Linked DNA regions of Zea mays: regions 2 and 3 are each linked to region 1. A link is a contact called in public Hi-C data. All regions are on one chromosome and are shown on one strand. Each heading gives the region's core, a stretch centred on a gene start, on an enhancer-like site or on the middle of the called end of the contact. The rest is flanking DNA. Distances are from core to core; before and after follow the strand shown.

Region 1 (3,715 bases), core at 690-3,189:
GCTTCCCCTGCAACTTGTAACTAGGGGAGGAGAACATCCGGCGGCGGCCGGCAGAGGAAGGAAATCTCTCGGCCGTACGTGGCTAGCTAGAGCTAGTTGACGAGCTTATTTGATATGGGCCACGCGGGCCCCACGTATATATATATATATACACAATTTTCAACGAGTTGGCTGTATTTGCTAAATTACTGTGGCTCCAGTGTCCAGACGAACAGTAGTCCCAACGTACGTATAGAGACGCTGTTCGATCGGCTGGCTTACTTGCCGTGTTGTTAATTTTCTACTGTTTCGACAGTATATTGAGCATTTAGAATGGCGGCAGCGGCTGGCTTCTAGGCTATGCATATAGATGGATATATAGTATACACGGTCACGTGCGTACCTTGTTGCCCATAATCATCATCCCTTCCACCGTCGTCGTCGTTGGAGCCTTTTCTTTCTTGTCCGCCGTCGTGGTCGACGTTCCCATCACCGGCACTCCATCCTCCTGACCATCGTCAGCCGCCAGTCGGTCACCGTCGCCGTTGTCATCATTGCAGGCAGGTTCGTCGCCATTGACGATGGTGCAGAGCCACGCCGCCATCTCGTCCTCCGACGGTGGGTCGAACCGTACATCCGGTGGCTTGCTGAACCTCGACGACCAGACGCAGGAAACCGTCGGATGCATCGAACCCGGTCCTGGGGCACCACCTTCTTGCTCCAACACCAGCTCGAACAGATCATCTCTGTACGATCGAGCAGGTTTTTAAATTAATTGGCTATTAGACTGACATGCATATAGTCGTTATTATTCTATAGATGCCTCTATTTATTAATTTACCACAAATGTGTTACTGTAATAACTCATATAAATATTCACAGAAACATTTATGGTAATGTCATAGTAAATCACTTAGCAGTAGAGAGTTACACTTAGTAGATAATAACAGTAATATCATAAACTACTATAGTAGTTTGTTTTCCAAACATATATATACTCCTCTACATGAGACTTAGCAGTATATATGATCTCTAAGATCAGCTAGTTCCTTAATAACTGGTACTAACCTAGTCAGCAAGCATTATCTCGGTCTGAAGCTAGCTATATATACCAGCTGCGCTCAATTCATACCATTCTTTTAGGAGAGGTAAGACTAATAACTCCTACATATATCCCGCTTAGACGACAAGCATCATCCAAGGTATTACTTTCTTGATTTTTCCTTGTGGCTCCATGCATCAAATCATGCATGGAATGGAATCTATGATGTTTTTTTTAATATTGTTGGAAGAACCGGATCGCCAACATATGACACACTGGTCACCCGCACACATACTTAGACATGCCGTGAGCCCACGACACATGCACAACATCAGCTATAGGTTTTAGATCTAGGCCAACACTCCTAAAAAAGTTAGCCCATTAGCAGGTTATGTTCTCAATCATATAAACTATACTTACTCATCCGTAACTCACAATGTAATTATAGAGATGTTTGAATGCACTAGAACTAATAGTTAGCTGCTAAAATTAACTAATAACATTTAAACAACTTAACTAATAATTCAGCTATTAGATATTTTTAGCAAATTTAGCTACTAGTTAGCTAGCTATTTATTAGCTAGATAATTTCACTAGCATTTTCAGCTAACTACCTATTAGCTATAATACATTCAAACACCCTCGCTTCCCAACAAATATTATGCTAATTGCTGCCAGCCACAGCATAACGAGTACCTGTCTAGGCTTCTCTATCGCTTTAGACACACTCAGTGGCACATCAGATACGGCGTAATAATCATAGATCACGTACGTGGAGTAGTCCGCGGCGGCAACCATGTCGCCGAAGAAACGGCTGGCCTCCTCGCCCGAGGTGGGCACGGCGGCGGCGGCGGCGGCCTCGCCGGCGTTGTTGCTGTAGCAGCACCACGGATCCGCCGCAGCATCTGGGTAGTTCATCGTCTCAAATTCTCTCTCTCTAGGTATCAATACACACACGATCCTAGCAAGTTTAAGCAAGCGCGAAATGATCGAACATGCACTTCTGCCGCTCATGCCTGCTGTGTATATATATCTCAATAGTTATATACTTATATAGTGCACGCGTGTACTATCGGACACAGCTATTTGTCGAGAGTGTCTGAAGCACTCGGTAAAGGCTAAAAAATAATTGGTGAATGCTTTGTCGATTGTGACGCTCAGCAAAAAAGACTCGTTGAACTGCACATCGATAACAATTTTTTTGTCGAATACTTTTTATCGGACATTCGGCAAATAAGCTATTTTACCGAGTGTCGATGTCTAATGTTCGGTAAAGTAACGGCCGTCGGCTATTGACGGCCGTTTACCGAGCGTTGCTTTTCACCAAGAGTTTGACACTCCGTAAAAAGGTCTTTGCCGAGTGTCTCATGCTCGATAAAACGAGGTTTTTATTAGAGTGTTAAGGCATATTTGGTTTTATATCTAACTTGCTACACTTTGCATAACTTTTTAATCTAAGATTAGTTATTTAATTCGGACGACAACCTTAGATAAAGTGTGACAAATTTAACCACGAACTAAAGAGGCCTTTAGTTCGCCAAGCGCTTGACAAATTGTACTCGACAAATATCTGGATTTCGGCAGCGGTAGCACCTACGCGGCTACGCGTACGTGAGAAACCAAGCTAGTAGAGGAGATAGATGCGCGTGGCATGAGCCACCATTCTAGCTGCTCGTGGATGGTCGTGGTCTCGTGGAGCTCCTCGTGGGAGAGAGAAAGGTCTGCTTAGAAGTTAGAACAGGGATTAGAATAGAGGGAGAGGGAGACGCTGTCGGGACTCGGGACACTGAGGAAAGCACGCAGCTCTGGACTGTACCGTAGCGGCCGGTTGACAAGTCTAAGGATACGGGGCAGCCACCGAGGCAGCAGAGGCAGAGAGTGAAGAAGGTCGGAGATCGAGACGACGAGTGGGTCTCCCATGTATGCATTCATAAACGACGACCATATCTGGTATCATCCCGAAGCGCGATGCGGGGGAGTCGCGCGCCGGGGTCGGGAGAGTCCCCTGCTCCCCACGGTGGAGGCATGCACGGGCGGCGCGGCCGCCGGCGGGGATATTCTCTGCACTGCTACGATCCGGCGCTGGCGCTGGCGGCGGGCCCGGCGTTGGTCAAGCGCAGCCGACGGATCAAAACTGATCTAGTTACGGACTGTGGTGGTGACTCGCTCACGTGTCGTTTACCCGCCCGCGCCCACATGATGCGCATTTCGCGCCAAGATGACGTGTACCATTTTGGGGTGTAGCCAGGCGTAGATGGGTGGAGTACTCAGTACAATTATTTCAATATTCAATTCTATACTATACTTAAAGCACCAGTTTCAACGGTCGTCATGCGTCATCTTTTTACAAATAACCCCTCACAGCTATTTTAAATTAATTCGCTGCACGTCTATAGATGGCCAAATAGCGTCCGGCACGGGCTAGACGCACGCGGGCCACAACTATGGACCAGACACGTCATACCGGCCTGCTAACTATATCGGGCCAGCCCGTTAACCCGTCGACCCATTTAATTAAATCAGCGTAAAATGTTAAAAACGGTGCACGCGGGCCACAACTATGGACCAGACACGTCATACCGGCCTGCTAACTATGTCGGGCCAGCCCGTTAACCCGTCGACCCATTTAATTAAATCAGCGTAAAATGTTAAAAACGGTGCAGAAGGTGGGGCTCGAACCCATGTCCTCATGGA
Region 2 (3,715 bases), core at 883-3,382, 470 kb after region 1:
CATGTTGTGTGAAGAAAATTGGATTAAATCACAAAAGTTCAGTTTTGAGCTCAAATTGGAATTGCTGAAAATAGTAGCAACTAGGCAATTTTGGTCCTTTATAACTTCTGATCTATAAACATTTTAAAGGTGGTCATTGTAACAAAGTTATAAAGCTATGTGAGGAGTGTGACTTTGATTAAGTAACCGAGTCTTAAATCTATATGGAATTTGGAGAAGAACTGGTCTAAAGTAGAGCTGCTGGAAAGTGTGGAGTTCAGACTTAATAAAATTCAGAGTCTGAATTTCAGTATTTTATGCAAACTTTGGGCTGTGGTGGAGTGGAATCCAAAAGGGTTTAGCTAAGGGTCACTATATAGAACTTGTAGAGGAACTATTGGAGTACAGACTTTGTTAAGCAACTTGGCCTTAAAAGTATATGCTACCAGCAGAAAAGGTGGTCCAAAGAAATGTTGACAGACTCATGGAATTTCAGATGGTGAATAGTGAACTGAGTGGAGTTTCAGTGTTGAGTGTGCTGTTTTGGAGCTCATTTGTGGCTAAACCATAGAACTTTGGACTATGGTGTTTATAGAGAAGTTGAAGTCCATATGATGGTGAACAAGTTTTCTTAAGTGAGTTTGACATGACCCCATGCAAAATTTGGAGTAAAGCTTGCCTAAAAATGGACTGTCAGTGTATTAGTGACTTAGTGGTTCAGAGCTGAAACTCTAAAAAACAACCAATGGTGCTCTGTTTGGAACTTAGTTGTGATTAATCCATATGGTTTTAGACCAAGAGCTGTATAGCAAAATGGAAGACCATATATAGGAGAACAAATTTCAGTGAGTTTAGTTTGGTGCTACACAAAAAAGGAGTAAAAGTGGCTCAAAGTTGGACTGTCAGGCTGGTTCCAACTGCTTTGGGTTCAGTCTCTAAAACCTGAATTTCAGTATAGGATGCTTAATTTGGAGCTGTTTTGTGATCAATATGAGTGGTTTTAGACTATAGTTTCTATAGCAAAGTTGGAGACTAGGTATAGATGGACAAGTTTCATGCAAGGAGATGGTCCTGTTATATAAAGTTGAGAGATAATGGAGCTGCAAAGTCCTCTGTCAGAAATAGTAAGGGTTGTTCAGTTAAGTTGAGACTGAATGTTTGGTTGTTTCTGCTATACTTTGGAACACCACAACTATAAATCTGAGTAGTTTCAGCTTTGGAGTGTTGTACCCAAGTGGAAGACCTATGGTTGGAAAATAAGGCTTGTTAAGGGAGATGCAGATGGTGCAGCAGGCTATTTCAGTCAACTGAAAATCAGTTTCAGTGTGATGAGCCCAACTTTGGGGCTCTCTAGTGTTTGAGTCATAGAGCTATGAACCATGCTCTGTGTAGTACGTTTAAAGACCATAGTACAGTGAATAATTTTCCTAAAAAGAGATGGGCTTGGTACTATACACAATTAGGAATAAAGTACACCTGAACTTCCTCTGTCAGTCAGTAAGTTCAGTTAACTGACAGGAGTGTTGAGTGATGGGGGCAACTTTGGAACACCCCAACCCTTGTTCTATATGTTGTCAACCATGAGTTGCTATACAAAAAAGGGAAAAGCTAGGCATGGAGAATCACTTTGGTTAAAGGGGAGAGGTCTATTATTAAGTGAATTGGGTGATCCAGGCAGCCAAATAGGGAGGTATGCAAGGAGGCAACATTGGCTGATTCTGTAAAATTCAGAGAACGGAACTTGGTTTCCAGTGAGCTATAGCCAACTTCAGAGTCGCATATCTTGTGGTCTACACATTTTGGGTCTTGGACTTTCACAGTAAACCTAAAGAGCGATGGTTGGGCAACAAGTTTGTTTAGAAAGGCTTGAGCTACCCTTATTTGGAATAGTGAGAAAAGTGGGGCTAAATAAAGGGTTTCAGTCAGACTTAAGCACTTCAATGCACACCAGAAAAATCTAAAGAAAATATTGCCGCAACTATAAAATCTAGGGGTAGATGAGAGATAAGTGAGAACCCTGGGGGGCATAACTTGGACGGATTCACTGTTGTGATGTGGTGTCAAGCATGCCCGACGGCTAACCCCCAGTAGTGTCCATTCGGTGTCTGTCTGTCCACTCTCGTGTCCTCAAGCTAGGTCCAGTGAACCTGCCCCAGCGCCATCCCTTATTTAAGTGCTTGTCCAGGGAGCCCTGCTGGATCCTTGGGCATCTCTGTGGTGGTGTGTGCAAGCCTGAGTTCATCTCCTTAGCCTCTGCGTCGGCTTTGTTCAGTTCATCAAGTGCCATTCCATTGTCTGGTACTCTGGTGCCACAACAACCATCCTTCCACCTCCCCGTGGTCAGAGTATCTCAAGAAGTTTGTTGCCCAGGTGAACCTTGTTCGGTAATCTCCCTAGATTAGTGAAGCTCACCGAACTGGGTTTCCTAATTCTAGAGTCTTGTGCGACTCAGAACAGAGTTGTTCCACCGCAGACCGGAGCCGTGAGCAGCCTCTGTGTTGACCGAACAACTCACGCTTTCTCCGGTCGATTCCTTGTGAGCACCAAAGTTTAGGTATGTCACTACTGTTCCCCACGACATTTGATTGAACTCTACCACTGTCTGTTATTGGGAACTAGGTGTAAAATTTGCTCAAAGATAAGAATCTGAATTCCTATGTTTGGATTATCAGATTGCTATTAACTTAGTTTATTCAGAGCTGAAAATCTGAACATCAATGAATGGTACCAAGTTTAGGCTCTATTGTGACCCATCCTAGTGGTTTTGGACTAAGAATTATTTAGCAAAAGTGCAGAGCAAAGTGAAGTAAATAAGTTTACTAAAGTAAGATAGACATGGCTCTACAGAAATTTGGGAGTAAAATACCTCCAAACCTTCCCTGTCAGACTAGGGGTGGGCTGTATCAGTTCACTAAAAATCTGTTTCAGGGTGTTGTTCAACCAATTTTGAAGCTCTTTAGAATTTAATTCCTGGAGTTATGAGTCCTACTCCATGTATAAAGGTTGGATACCATAGTAAGGTGAATAAGTTTTCTAAAGAGAAATGAACTGGGTGTTACACAGGGTTGGCAGTAATTGGTGTCCTAATTACCCCTGCCAGGCATATGGAATGCAGACTGATTCAGTCGACTGTTATCATGGTTCAGTGAGTTTTTAACCACCTTTGTAGCTCTATGGAAATTACTCCAGGTAGAATTGGGTTAGGGATTCCACAGCAAGATGGGAGACCATATCATGCACAACAAATTTGATGCGAAGAGTTGGCTTGCTACTATAGAGAATTTAGAGAAAAGTAAGTGCCAAAACCCTCTATCAGGCTTAGTGGTGTGTTGTTTCAGAAAACTGAAAACAAATTTAGTGGAAGGTGGCTGATTTAGTAAACTAGTGTCTATATTGGAGTAACTGAAGAATATCACCTCATCCTTGCTGGCTGCCCTAGTATGATTGAGTTGTGATATTAGAGTATTTAGCTCTCTTAAGGTTTTGTTAGTTTTTGTGTGCACCATTAGAGAGGTGTAAGTCTTGCGATGCTTCTTAGTATTTTCTTTTCAAGTTGCATAAGCATAAACATCCATGATCATGTCATTTCGTATAGAACTCCTACCAGAAGGAGTGAAGATTCAAGCTGAAGAGGTGACTGAAGAAGAGTTTGCTCCAGTGCCTATTCATCAAGTGGATGGAGCTATCTAACTAGTTATTGGGTAGAAAGGTCTTGAACCTCTTCACTGCAACAAAG
Region 3 (3,715 bases), core at 703-3,202, 370 kb after region 1:
TTATGTCTTTACTATTGGTGGAGGTGCGGTATCATGGAGGTCATGCAAGCAGACCATCTTGACGAGGTCAACCATGGAAACCGAGCTAGCTGCACTTGACACAGCAACCATTGAGGCAGAATGGTTGCGTGAACTCTTGATGGACTTGCCAGTGGTTGAGAAACCAATACCAGCTATCCTTATGAATTGTGACAATCAGACAGTGATTGCTAAAGTGACAAGTTCTAAGGATAATGGGAAGTCATCAAGACATGTCAAAAGACGATTGAAGTCTGTCAGAAAGTTGAGAAACTCGGGAGTTATAAGTGTGACTTATATTTCAATAGATAAAAATCTGGCAGATCCTTTTACAAAGGGACTACCACGTAATATGATAGAAATCACATCGAGAGAGATGGGTATGAGACCCGTATAAGTTGCCATGGTGGAAACCCAGTCTATGTGATTGGAGATCCCATGAATTAGGTCCTAGGAAGAACAAGCCATTGGTGAACTGAGGAGAGTAACCTTTGACCCTCTCTAAGTAAAGATGCAATACTCTCAAATGTTGTAAGGCAGGTTGGCTTTGTGCCTTAATGTGTTTTGTTGGCTTGTATTAGCGAAGATGTTGTCCAGCAGAACATTCTTGAAAGAACACACCTATATGAGTTAGACTGTCTAACGTCGGAGTCTATGAGATCTGGGTGATCTCTAGTAAACTCATGAAGAGACCTTGGAGTACGATGTATATGCTCCACCCGAGAAGGGGACTACTGGTAACCAAGTACTGGTCATGGCTTTAAGTGAAACTCATTCACACAAAACTTGCAATTCAAGGCATAGTCTATTGTCCAAGTGTAGCTTGGAGTTCTAGACGGAAGTTCAACTTAATAGTCTCTGCTGAAACAATAGTATATTAAACAGTAGTGAACAGTGGCAAAACTGCAGATGGACATTTGAGATCTGGTGGGGGATTGTTAGGATTTATGGGCTAGGCTCAATTGAGAAATTCAATTAAATCCCAGAAAAATCTCAAAAGCCCATATATGTGTATGGCTAGGGAATAGTGGAACTAATAGTGCCATATTGCTAGTCCAAATGGAGTAGAACTAGTTTAAATATGGAAGTCACACTCACTCACCAAGTCAGGGATGAGAGGAGAGAGTGTGGAGAGCCACACGCGCGCGCTCGCTCGCCTGGCCTAGCCTGGGCGGGGCGGGGCGGGGGTGAAGGACGCGGGCGCACAACATACGCGTGAATGGTCCCTCGCCTTGCGGGGGCGCGACTTCCTTTTGCTGTTTTAATTTTTGGTTGCTTGGTTGTTAAGTTTAGAATTCTAACCGATCGCTATAAAAATCTAAACTGAACGCAAGTTTTTCACGGGCAGATCGGATCGCGGATAGCTATCGGTTCGCGAACTCGGCCCTATATAAGGCGCCTAACAACCATCATCAAAATAACCATAATTTTCGCTTTCGCCTCTGTTCACAACTGCGTCGCCATCGTAGTTCTCTTCATCCCGACCACCGATGTGCATCTGCGATCGGGAGAGCAGGTCTCCGGAACCCTTCGCCTTCGAGATCCTGCACCGGGAGAGGGTGAATAAGGTTTTTGGGAAGCATCCTCATGCGACTGCTCGTGATCTTCTAGTCAAACCCTGTTGCGTAGACGTCATCGGTACCACTGCTTCAACGTCGTCGACCCTGCTGATTCCGGCTCGTGCCATCTATCAGTATATTTGATCAGTACGAATCATCTGATTTAACTTTATACTTCAGTTCTTCTGATTTGGTCATAATTTATATATTGAAATTTAATCTGTAAATTGTCTAATATTTCAACAGCATGCACCACTGAAAACACATGATTGAATGACTACGCTGTCGCATGCGCGCGGGCGAAGAACTGGATTTGGCTTGGCATGCATATGATATGACCTGACGCTGTACAGGCCCATGGCCATACACAAGGAGCTGGGAGCCTGCCCTAGGCCCTAGCTGGGACCACGGTCGCCCCAAGCACAAGCAATGTGTTGTTTACCGGGAGTACGCTACGACGTGCTTTGTGTTCAGGCGTCTTTGCACCGGTGGCGGTGTACCATGCACTATGCAGTATGCCCTACGAAGCTGAACCAGCATATAGAGGCAGGCTCCGTCCAACACCTAGAGCAAAAGTTGAGCAAAAATTGGAGCGGTGAATTAAACTTGAGCAAAAGTTAGAGAAGGTAAGGATGTGTTTGGTTTAAATTTTGGCCAACTAAACGGATCCAAATTGGCTCCCCCTCTCTCTCCTTTTTTTTTGGTTTACAACCCATACACCGATTAACGCAGGCCCACAACCACGAAATTGCTTAGGAAAAGGGCCCCTTACCCGTAAGCTTGCTGAAGAAAATGGACCAAGAATCATGTATCAGTACTGGGCCTCAGACCTTGGCAGCCCAATAGCAATACACGCCACGGTGGCGTCCGTCTTATACCGACTCCACTTGCATGGGTTTCTCAAAACTCATTTGTTCATCTGATGAACGTAACTGCGGTCCGACCGTCCGACCAAACGAAAAAAATAAAAGATCCATTCCTTTTTTTAAAAAAAAGAGAGTACTAAACTGTTAAAGCGTCTCGTGTAGTACAAGGACAGCACAGCGGGAGGTAGGGATGAAAACGGTCGGTAAACACTAAAACCGTTTTCGTTTTCATAATTTTTATCGGAAATGGAATCGGAAATGGTTAAACCGGAAACGGAAAAAGATATCGATATTTCGGAAACATCGGAAACGAAAGTTTAATATGGAAAATACATCGGTAACGGTCGGAATCTAAAGTATGACCGGTAAACATATGAATATAACAAGTTCACAATACAATAAAGATCACAAGCCAACAATTCACAATATAACAAGTTTATAAATATCACAAGTTCATAACATAACAAGTTCACAATATAACAAGTTCATAAATATCACATGTTTATAGATTCAAGGTTCAACATTTTCTTACTCTAACTATGTATAACTTTATTCATCCATATCACATAGAAGAGTACTCTCTCCGTCTACATGAATTTATCTTTCTAGAATTATGTCAAGTCAAACTATTTAAATTTGGATATTCAATACAAATACAATACACAATATTATATATATACACACACACGCACGCAAGAGGGCCAATATGAACATGGCCAGGAGCTCACCGCCCAGTCGCCCATCATCAGATGGGCAGCCCATCAGGAGCTCACCACCTAGTCGCCCACGAAGCGGATTCATCAGACATGCAGCCCACCTACGGACCCACTTGTCCCAGCAGCTGTTAGCGAAGCCGGATGGGTACAGTGCACAACATTATTTAGTCTCACCTCGCCCACCTAAATGTCATCGAAGAAGAGTCTCATCTAGATAACAGCTCGAGCCAGATGAAACGGTAGGCACTTGGGCCTGAGCGTCCATTATTGAGTGTGGGCTTTTAAATAGCCTACTTAATTTTTTGTTTTTGGAAAAATTCCGATACCTAAATTCGGTAAATTTCGTTTGAAAACGGGAACCGATTAAAACGGTCGGAAAAATCTTATATTGTTTTCGATACCGATTTTGAAACAAAATTCCGATAACCGATGCCGGCTGCGAAAAATACCGGTACTGCTGGTTTCAGTCGAAAAAATCAAAAACGGTTTTCGAAAAACCGAAAAAAACCGAAATTGTTTTCATTTCTAGCGGGAGGGGGCCGGAGCACGCGCTCTG

Evidence for each region. Hi-C and Micro-C count contacts between places; a contact is called where the count stands out from the background.
Region 2: a contact with region 1 is called in a Hi-C map of ear, with 2.8 times the contacts expected there. The contact joins the enhancer-like site here to the promoter of LOC118473091 in region 1. A contact is called at or near these places in 2 of 25 Hi-C or Micro-C datasets (ear and tassel).
Region 3: a contact with region 1 is called in a Hi-C map of tassel, with 4 times the contacts expected there. The contact joins the enhancer-like site here to the promoter of LOC118473091 in region 1. A contact is called at or near these places in 5 of 25 Hi-C or Micro-C datasets (ear, leaf and tassel).

Annotation. Positions count from the first base shown.
Region 1 is chr1:172,379,681-172,383,395 of Zm-B73-REFERENCE-NAM-5.0, reverse strand. It overlaps LOC118473091, which reads right to left and starts at 1,939. Exons shown (of 6, transcript XM_035961655.1): 1 at 1,662-1,939; 2 at 1,317-1,385; 3 at 383-725. The coding sequence starts at 1,939.
Region 2 is chr1:171,910,633-171,914,347 of Zm-B73-REFERENCE-NAM-5.0, reverse strand. No RefSeq gene overlaps it. Among protein-coding and RNA genes, the nearest start is that of LOC103640543, 14 kb to the right of the region's middle. Within about 2 kb of position 2,132, at least 7 of the 20 cell types and tissues checked have an H3K27ac peak or open chromatin away from gene starts, as enhancers often do. A contact at or near this core is called in ear, where this site is marked.
Region 3 is chr1:172,014,063-172,017,777 of Zm-B73-REFERENCE-NAM-5.0, reverse strand. No RefSeq gene overlaps it. Among protein-coding and RNA genes, the nearest start is that of LOC103640545, 70 kb to the left of the region's middle. Within about 2 kb of position 1,952, at least 17 of the 20 cell types and tissues checked have an H3K27ac peak or open chromatin away from gene starts, as enhancers often do. A contact at or near this core is called in ear, leaf and tassel, where this site is marked.